Regions from separate parts of the Mus musculus genome. Here regions 1 and 3 are each linked to region 2. A link is a contact called in public HiChIP or PLAC-seq data. All regions are on one chromosome and are shown on one strand. The core of a region is the stretch at or near the end of the contact, and the rest is flanking DNA. Distances in the headings are between cores, read along the strand shown.

Region 1 (2,715 bases), core at 69-2,568, 1.3 Mb after region 2:
ATATTAGTAAGGGATTAAAAGCAAAGCAACCTGACAGGGGGTGGGGCTAGACCACATCTCTTTCAACCTGAATACTCTAGAAAGTTTAACTTGTCAGACAGCCAGAACAACTTGTCATTTACCCAAGGACTCATTCCTGGAGAATTCCGTAGTTCCCTGTACTCCTTGGCACGATCTGCCACTGGGTTATTTGCTCACATTATCATCAAAGACAGGTACCATGAAGACATGGCTTACGAAAATCAAAGAGAGCCGCAAAGGATCACTGAGAAAGCATTGTAGCCATACAATTGTATCATACACTACCAAGGGCCTTTCAAAGGTATGGAGGTGTTTTCTGTGCTTCTCAATTCCCAAAGCCCTGTTGCTCCTTTGTTCAGGTTAACAAGGAAGAAACTAGAGTATGTATGTTTCTGGTACAAATTCACAGATTTTGGAGTACATCCAATTTCAATATCAATTGCATAAAGTACAGCAACACAGCAGATATCAATATATATAAAAATAGGACAAATGTCTTCACTGTGTCTTTAAACCTTGACCACTATACCCGTGGCTTTTCTCCAACGATTCAGATTTAAAAGCCTCACTCGGGTTTTTGGACTCTTGATTGCTTAGAGGTCTTCAGTTCCTGGTCACAAGCCTTTCTCTATGATCTTCTTTGTTGAGTTTTTCCCTGTGTGTGATTTTAGTAGTTTTAGCTCTTGCTCAGAAACCTCATTAGGATGTATAACGTTTTCTCCAGGAACCATTCACATTTCCTGGATTTGCTTCTACTTTATCTACTGTTCAGGATGCTTCTGTAGGAGGAACCATAAGGAAGAAAATTCGCGGACCTTCACGGGCAAGAGTGGAGTGGTGGTGTCTGTGCTCGAGATTCCGGGCTTTTGAGCAAGACAGCACCGGAGGAACCACATCCCGGCTCCAAGAAGCTACAGATGAACGTACAGGTATTCTAGCCTTCGGTTACCCAAAGCACCGGAGGCTGCATGGGACCATCCCAACAAAGTCACCGCACCCCAGATCAAGCCCTCAGCGACGACCGCTGTCAGTACTGAGGCCAGCCGAAGGCGCCGGGCCGCCTTCCCACCCCCAACCCGAACTCACAGCCAGTCTCCTTCTTGATCTCCTCGAGCTCTTCGTCCCGCAATAACGTGGAGGCCCGAGACCCCATCACCGTGACGGGAGCTCCTCCGGGAGCGGCAGCGCCAGAAGCAGCAGCGGCAGAAGGGAAGGAGGGAGGGAAGGGCCAGGGGTCAAGAAGGGAGAGGGCACTGTTTCTCTTGCGGCCCGGGGAGAGAAACAAGGGGTGGAGCGCGGGGGAGGGCGGCCCGACACCAGCCAATCGGGAGCGAGGCCGCGCCCTGCGCAGGCGCTAACGTCAAAGCTTGGCTCTCGAGCCCGGAATGAATCAGCCCGGAGGCTGCGGGAGTCCGAAGGGAAGCAGGCCCCGCCCCGCGGAACCAGGGCAGCCGCCGGACTTAAAGCGGCGATACCGCTGTGGCGCTAGGGACTGCACTTAAAAGGGCAGTGCGGTCTCGCCACTGTGTTCGAACAAACCAGAGGCAAACTCACTAGGGTAGCCAGCAGGTTTTTCACAGGACTCAGGTACCAGGAGTCCCACCCTACAGGTGACGGAGACTCAGGAGAGAAACCAAACCCACGAAACGAGGGACAAAACCCTAAGGTGGATCCCCAGAGTAGTGCAGTGCACTCTTTCTTGCTCGCTCTCCATCTCTCTGTATCTCTCTATCTCTTTTTCTCCCTCCTTTCTCCTCTCCTCTCCTCTCACTCTCACTCCCCTGGTCCTAAGAATAGGGAGTCCACAGCCACTGTGGCCCAGCACGCCTAGAGACTGCATCTTTCCTGCGCTCCTCCCCCCGGCCGCAGGGGGCGCTGAGAGCCGCCTGGGGTTTGCATGGCTCCTGGCAGCATCTTTTCTGCTCTCTCTACCCCGGCCGCAGGGGGCGCTGGGAATGGGCTCGAGGCTGCGCGCTGATTGGCTCCTCCGGAAAGAGGCAAGTAATTCACCCGGAGGGCGAGGGCGTGGTCGGCTCTGCGGCTTCAGTGGCTGGCGTTGAGAACTTTTTTGCGTCAAAGCTGTGCCGGGATAACTCCCAGAATTTTTTTTTTTTTTAACAGTAGTCCCTCGTTAGTTTAAGGAACTCACCATTTGACTAGAATTAAGGTCGGAATTTCTCAAACTCCTTTGCTGTGGGGACAGAGGACCCTGAAGGTGAGAAAGATTGTGACCGAGCACGGTTTATTTATTTGGATTTTTTCTTGTCTTAAAAATTAGGATTTTTAAGCCTGGCCAAGACTAGTCAGGGCTTTTCTGGAAAAGAGAATCATTTCTCCACTTCTAGAAAGGGTTTTACAGGCTCAGGCTGTCCTGAGCATAAACTCCTAATTCTCCCATGAGTGGCAAATCTTTAAACAGGATTTCCCAATATTGCCTAGGCTGGGCTCAACTTGCATCTTTCCTGCTTTCACCTAACAACTGCTGGCTTACGGTTTAAAAATCCGAATTTTTTTTCTTTTTGGTTTTTCGAGACAGGGTTTCTCTGTGTAGCCCTGGCTGATCTGGAACTCAGTATGTACATCAGGCTGGTCTTTAAGTTAACAGAGATCCACCTGCCTCTGCCTTCCAAGAGCTGGGATCAAAGCCAGGTGCATTTTATTCTTCTGGTATTTTGTTTGTGCTGATGAAAAAGC
Region 2 (2,846 bases), core at 177-2,676:
GGCAACGCCTTCATGTTTGAATAGAACAAGATGACCTCACCATCAGTTGTCTTTTGTTTTGGTTTCTGTCCAAGAGTCTGCACATGACAGGCAGTAAGGATGTCTCCTGCTTGTAAAGGAATATAAAGAGGATGGTAGTTCCTTAACAGTAAGAACACTTTTGTCACCTAAGAAAATATTTGAAAGTAAAAGTGAACCTTTGAGCCGGGTGTGGTGGCGCACGCCTTTAATCCCAGCACTCGGGAAGCAGAGGCAGGCAGATTTCTGAGTTCGAGGCCAGCCTGGTCTACAGAGTGAGTTCCAGGACAGCCAGGGATATACAGAGAAACCTTGTCTCGAAAAACAAAAACAAAAACAAAAACAAAAACAAAAAGTGAACCTTTACAATTCATACCATTGCATCCTCTCTGTTCCTGGCAAACTCGTGGCAGTCATTGCAATTGTTAAGGAAAAAAGAACGTTGGGCATACAATATGGAATAGGTCCGCAGTTTGGTTTTGACATCAGTTTTGTGATCTTGGTAAAGTTTATTCTTAATTTTTAATGTCTATATAATGGATAGTAAAGAAAGAAGAGGGACTTACTCTTAGGTTTTGTTTTGTTTTTTTTCACCAAAGAGCTTGGCACATTCAACATGAAATACGTCTCCCATACAGCCTCGGTGTCCCACCCTTCATAGTTAGTCTTTGTGTGTCTTGAGCCACTCCTGCAAACTCCAAGCTTAGAGTCCCAGACTGGTCCACATGAAAGTTGTTCATTGTCTTTATCAAAAAGCCAATGAAATCTTTTTTCGTGGGTTGTGAATGGGCACTCCCTCGCCAGGCTGACATCTTTGTAACTCCTTTCTTTTCTCCCAATACCTTCGGGTTTCCCGGCCCTAGTTAGCAGCTTAGGTTAGGGGACAGCGCCCATTTCCCAGATCCTGGCAGCTCTAGGTCTGAGCAGGCGAGTAGACCTTAAGCAATGACCCGGCCTCACGATTCTCGACGCGACCGCCTCAGTGACAAAGCATTACCAATTTTCTTCCAAAGGGCCCAACTCTGTGGCCATAAGCACGCTGAGCTAGGAGAACACCTACTGAAGTCGGCTCTCAGAAGCACTGCGCCTTACATCTCTCCTCAGGACAGGCCGGCCGTTGCAGCGGAGGCTGGAACTACGAGTCCCAGAATTCCCAAGCACACGCGCACTGTCATTGTGATGCTCCTTTCCCGGTAACTCGCCCTCTCAGGCAAACCTGAAGATAGCGGCAATTCTCCGGTGGGGGGCGGAGACACTCTCGGCCCAATTCTCCGCCCCCTTCCTGATAGGCAATGGGACTAGCCAACCGACGCCACAGGCTGGGAACGTGCTCTCCAATCAGCACCCGCGGCGGAGAGGTGGGCGGTGCGCGCTGGCAGGGCGGGTGGGCTAGGCTGTGCGGCTTGCGGGGGGGAGAGTAACGTCGGGCCGGGTCAGCGGGCGCTGCAGTAGTCGCCGCAGCGGCGATGGGAGCGGTAGGGACGAGGAGGCGGCGGCGGCAGGAGGAGGAGGAGGAGCAGGGGCTGGCACGAGAGCAGCGGCCCGGGACAATCCGCAGCAATACCCGCAGCCGCTGCCGCCGCCTTTAGACGCGGACGGCATCCGAAGGGACCGCCGGCCGTCTAAGCCGCGCTCCGGTCCCGCCGCAGTGGGCGGCGGGGGATGGGCAGGCGGTGGCGGGCCCGCCTGCTGAGCGGTGACTCCTGCCGGTGCGGACCCTGAGCTAGACCCTCGTCCTCCGTCAGAGATCCTGCGTCCGCCGCGGCCCAGGTAGGACACACCCCCGAGCCCCAGGGCGTCTCCAAGAAGCTTCCCTGCGCCCGCCTCATCCCTCGTTCAGCTCAACCGAGGCGTGGAGGGGAGACTGCCCGAGACCCCTGGGTTTCTTATGCCCACGCCCTGAGGCGACGCCAGACCCAAATTGATCCTCATCCCACAGATCTTTCTGGTTCTGCCCCATTTCCCCGGAGGCTTTGGGTGCCTTCCCTGAACTTGGAGGTTCATGAAGCTGCTTCGTCTGTTTCTGTGGGTGACCCATATATCACTTGTACTCATGACTCTTCTGGCTACCAGGACCGAGCAGAGAGGAGTCTTTTGAAATTATGAGCGTTTCATTCTATCTTGCTTTTCCCACTGTAATGGAAGAGTGACGGGACTACCGAATCTCATTTGTGTGGTAACAAGGAAGGCCGGGACTTTGTAGTATTGAAGTAATGACCAGAGGGATTTGCTTTGACAAAGATGATGCTGTTGATACGCGGGGATGCCAAAAGAGGGACAAAAGAGCCTACATATACGCACTGTCGAGTCAGAGAAGTAAATAATCATGGGGATGCTAGGATACCTGATCCTTAAATGAAGTTCATTTTGTTTCAGTTGTGGCGCTGCCTTAGAGGTAAAAATGACATTGAGTTGTACTTTGCTTTGGATTAAAGTTGATAGGCTTCTCTCCCCTAGCTTTGGAAGCTGTCCTTTAACATTTAAAGAAGACAATTCTATTTTAACCTGTATATGATGGGAAGATGTTATTTAGTAGAATTGAATGTGTGTGAGAGAGTGTATTGTGAATGGACTCAAACTCTCAAATACAAGGAGGATTCAGGCTGTGTTTTGTTTCAGTGTTTGGTTTTGAGCCATTAATAGTTGCAGTGACATTAAACATGGACTTGCCAGGATAGACTGCAAAGATGTATCTGTTTTCTTTCAGCAAAGTGGACTAGAATAACATTCATTTAAGGAGTAAAAAAAATGAGGATTTTTTAAAAAGTATTGAGTGGGTTGAATACTTTTTACTTTTTATGTTGCGATTTTAAAGAAGCTGCAATGGT
Region 3 (2,997 bases), core at 280-2,779, 1.1 Mb after region 2:
AGATCAAACACATGGCAGCCTTCCTGGCAGCCGCCTGCTCTATTAATACCTGAATGTGTGCTGGGGCGGGTGCTAGGAAGACGGGAGGCAGAAGGGAGGGGTGGGGCCCTAAGCAGAAGCCCCAAGACCCCGGAGCTACTGTGGCATCAACAGGGCCCACTTATTAAAATCTTACCCTCTTCAGGCAAGGGTAGACACACACAAACACACGCCCACACACACACACCCTCCTGGCATGTATTAAACAGATGGGCAGGTGAAGAATCTGCATAAAGGAAATCCAGACCTGTTCTTTCTGCTCCTTACTGTGTAACCCTAGGTAAATTCCTGGGCTCTCTGAGCATCTGATACGCACCTCGGAGCCTGCATATACTTTCCACTCTTTAGCTTCCTTTCCTTTCAAGGCTAATGTGGCAAAGAACTCAGTTTTTAAGAAATGCTTGTTGGATGGCTGCTGCCGGGGGAGGGGGGGGGCGCCTGTCTCTCTACCCTTCCCACTCACCCTCACAGGACAAGGAGACATAGCTTCACACCCCTCTGCACCCTGATGTGTGCGTGTGAACTTGAAGGCAAAGGTGCTGCCCTCCTGCCTCGGGGAAATGCCTCTGTGGCTGTGTGGCAACGTAAAGCTAATCTTCACAAGAAGCAGTAACCTTCACCCAACCCAAGCTACTCAACATTCGGGTTTCCGGGAGCGCCAAGGGCCACAGGAACTAGAGTACGGGCAGAGGTATTTTAGAATCCAGCACCTTCACAACCCTGGGTGCTCAAACCCAGATCCTGTAGTTTCAAAGTGGGACCTCGGGGGTGTGCGGAAGGCAGAATGGGTCCTTAGGACTGGGGAAAAGGGAGCAGACTACTAGGAACATAGAGGCGGGAAAATACAGTCCTAAGCACCCCCGACTGCCCACACCCCCCACTCCCTTCCTTTGCACCCAGCCAGCCCCGGGCGCGAGAAAGTTGGGGGCGGGGGCCGCGGCCGGAGGTCTGGCAGCCAACACCCGCTGCGTCCTAGTCTCGGCCTTCCAGCCCCGGCCACCGACCCCAACCTCTGGCCGGCCCAGGCCCGGGTCTCGCCCGCTGCCGTCCCCGGGCTGCGCCCCTCAGTCGTGCGGCTCAGCAGCCCCCCGCTTCCCGCCGCCTCCCGGGCCACCCCTACCTGCGGCCGCAGACCCGGGGAGCAGCAGAGAAGCCAGTCCCGCCAGCAGCAGCGGCCGGAGCCCCGGCCACCCCATGCTCCGCCTCAGCGCCATCGGCGGCGACGCCGCACCATGCCGGGCCCGGCCCGCGAGCGCAGAGAGGAGGGTGGCGGAGGAGGGGCGGGAGGCCCGCGGGAGGGGCGGGGGGCGGCGCTCGGCCCGGGCGTCCCGGACCCGCGGCCGCCTAGAGCCGCGGCCACCGCCGTCAGCAGCGAGGAGTCCCCGGGGCTGCGGCTGGGCCACCGCGCTCCTTCCACAGCCGCCGCCGCCGCCGCCGCTGATTCATGTTCTTCTGCGAGCCGCCGCCTCCTCCCGGCCCGCCCGCCCGCCCTCCGCGGAGCTCGTGCCGCCCTCCCCCTCCCCCGCGCAGCCCCGGTGGCGAGAGCCGAGCGCTAACCTCAGCCCTTACCGCCCGACCTCCCGCCCACCTCCAGAAGGCGCAGCGGGACCCGCGCCCTGGCCACTCCGCTGCCGCTGCGGAGGACCTGCCTCGCTCCCTGGACAGGCACCCGGCCACGCCCCTCCTTCCCCAAATACTTTCCAGTCTCCAGCGGGGCACCCCATCCTCTCCTCAGAACCCCTCTTGGAAGCTCCTGCCACACCCCAACACTGTTCTAAATCCTGACCTCAGACTCCGACACAGCCCTCTCAGAACACAAAGCACCTACTAGACACAGCAACCCTCAGGTGTCCCCAAGACGGCTGGAACAGCTCCCCGAGAAACTACTAGCATCCCTGTACCTCTTTGCTTGAGCTTTTCACCCAGTTTTTTTTTTCTTTTTCGATCTTTGTAGCCTACCTTTAATCGCCAAGTATTCTCCTATCGAAAGACCATTCTCCCCAGCCCATCTTCCCAGAGTGTTTTCCAGTTTGTCGTCCATCTAGAGTTTTCCAAGATCTGTTTCGTAATTCTTAGGTGTCCATCCCCACTGCTAGCCTACGAAGGCCAAAGCAAAATCACCGTGATTTTCGAGGGTATCATTCTTCTTTCTTGCTTCCTCTTTCCACCCCTCCACTTCTGGGACATAGTGTGAACATTGGCATTGTCTTCATACTAGCTAGTGAAACATCTGCTATTATTAGTAGACCACCTTGCGCACAGTAGGCACTCCATAAATAAATAGGCAGATCCTTGTTAAAAGAATGAATAATTGCCTGCTCCACAACCAGTAATCACTGGAGGTGGCCTGCCCACAGACATCCTGTCAGGAAGATGCAGAGCTGGTTCCAAATCGCACCTGCCAAGTCCTCCTCTTGTCCTCACCTCTTCTTGGCCCCTGGAGGACAACCCACAACAGGCGCTTTCCAGGGGTCCTGGATGGGGAGAAAGAACTAGCCAGTGAGACGTCCCATACTCACTGGATCTTTCCAGGGATTCTCCTGAGCAGCAGGAGCCTCCCTCTTCCTCCACTTGGCCCACCAGTGCTTGTTTATTAATTATCTTAATGATAACAGCAGTGCTGGCGGCAGCCGCAGACCCAGCTGGGGGCGCCCCCAGGCGGCAGGATAGGAAGACTCTTGGCAAGTCTGGTCAACAGTTGGATCGGAGGGGCCTGACTTCCTGCTGAGCGCTCTGCCAATTTTCTTGGGAACTCTAGGATGGCTCCAGGACGCTTTCCTGAAGGGGGAAAAAAGAAAAGAAAAGCACACAAGCTTGCTCTTTTCCAGAGCTTTGGAATTTTGAGTGTCAGACAGTCTGGAACGGAAGCCAGAACTGTTCTACGCTGTCTCCAGTAAAGGGGACCCTTCTCTTTATTTCAATTAACCTGGCACAGAGTATTCCCGGAAGATGTTCAAT

What was found. HiChIP or PLAC-seq counts read pairs in DNA pulled down with a chosen protein or histone mark.
Region 1: an HNF4G HiChIP or PLAC-seq map of pancreatic cancer cells shows a contact between it and region 2. The contact joins the promoter of Chp1 here to the promoter of Ttbk2 in region 2. A contact is called at or near these places in 2 of 39 promoter capture datasets (the C10 cell line and liver), 1 of 484 Hi-C or Micro-C datasets (pre-B cells) and 1 of 115 datasets of contacts at active chromatin or transcription factors (pancreatic cancer cells).
Region 3: an HNF4G HiChIP or PLAC-seq map of pancreatic cancer cells shows a contact between it and region 2. The contact joins the promoter of Tyro3 here to the promoter of Ttbk2 in region 2. A contact is called at or near these places in 1 of 39 promoter capture datasets (liver), 1 of 115 datasets of contacts at active chromatin or transcription factors (pancreatic cancer cells) and 2 of 9 other capture datasets (liver and macrophages).

What each region holds. Positions count from the first base shown.
Region 1 is chr2:119,546,310-119,549,024 of GRCm38.p6, reverse strand. It overlaps Chp1 (calcineurin-like EF hand protein 1), which reads right to left and starts at 1,318. Exons shown (of 7, transcript NM_019769.3): 1 at 1,108-1,318. The coding sequence starts at 1,174. It overlaps Exd1 (exonuclease 3'-5' domain containing 1), which reads left to right and starts at 1,398. Exons shown (of 13, transcript NM_172857.2): 1 at 1,398-2,018; 2 at 2,143-2,236.
Region 2 is chr2:120,848,998-120,851,843 of GRCm38.p6, reverse strand. Ttbk2 (tau tubulin kinase 2) reads left to right here and starts at 1,426. Exons shown (of 16, transcript NM_001024856.2): 1 at 1,426-1,788. AV039307 (expressed sequence AV039307) reads right to left here and starts at 1,188. Exons shown (of 4, transcript NR_038350.1): 1 at 1,079-1,188.
Region 3 is chr2:119,798,046-119,801,042 of GRCm38.p6, reverse strand. It overlaps Tyro3 (TYRO3 protein tyrosine kinase 3), which reads right to left and starts at 1,529. Exons shown (of 19, transcript NM_019392.2): 1 at 1,160-1,529. The coding sequence starts at 1,253.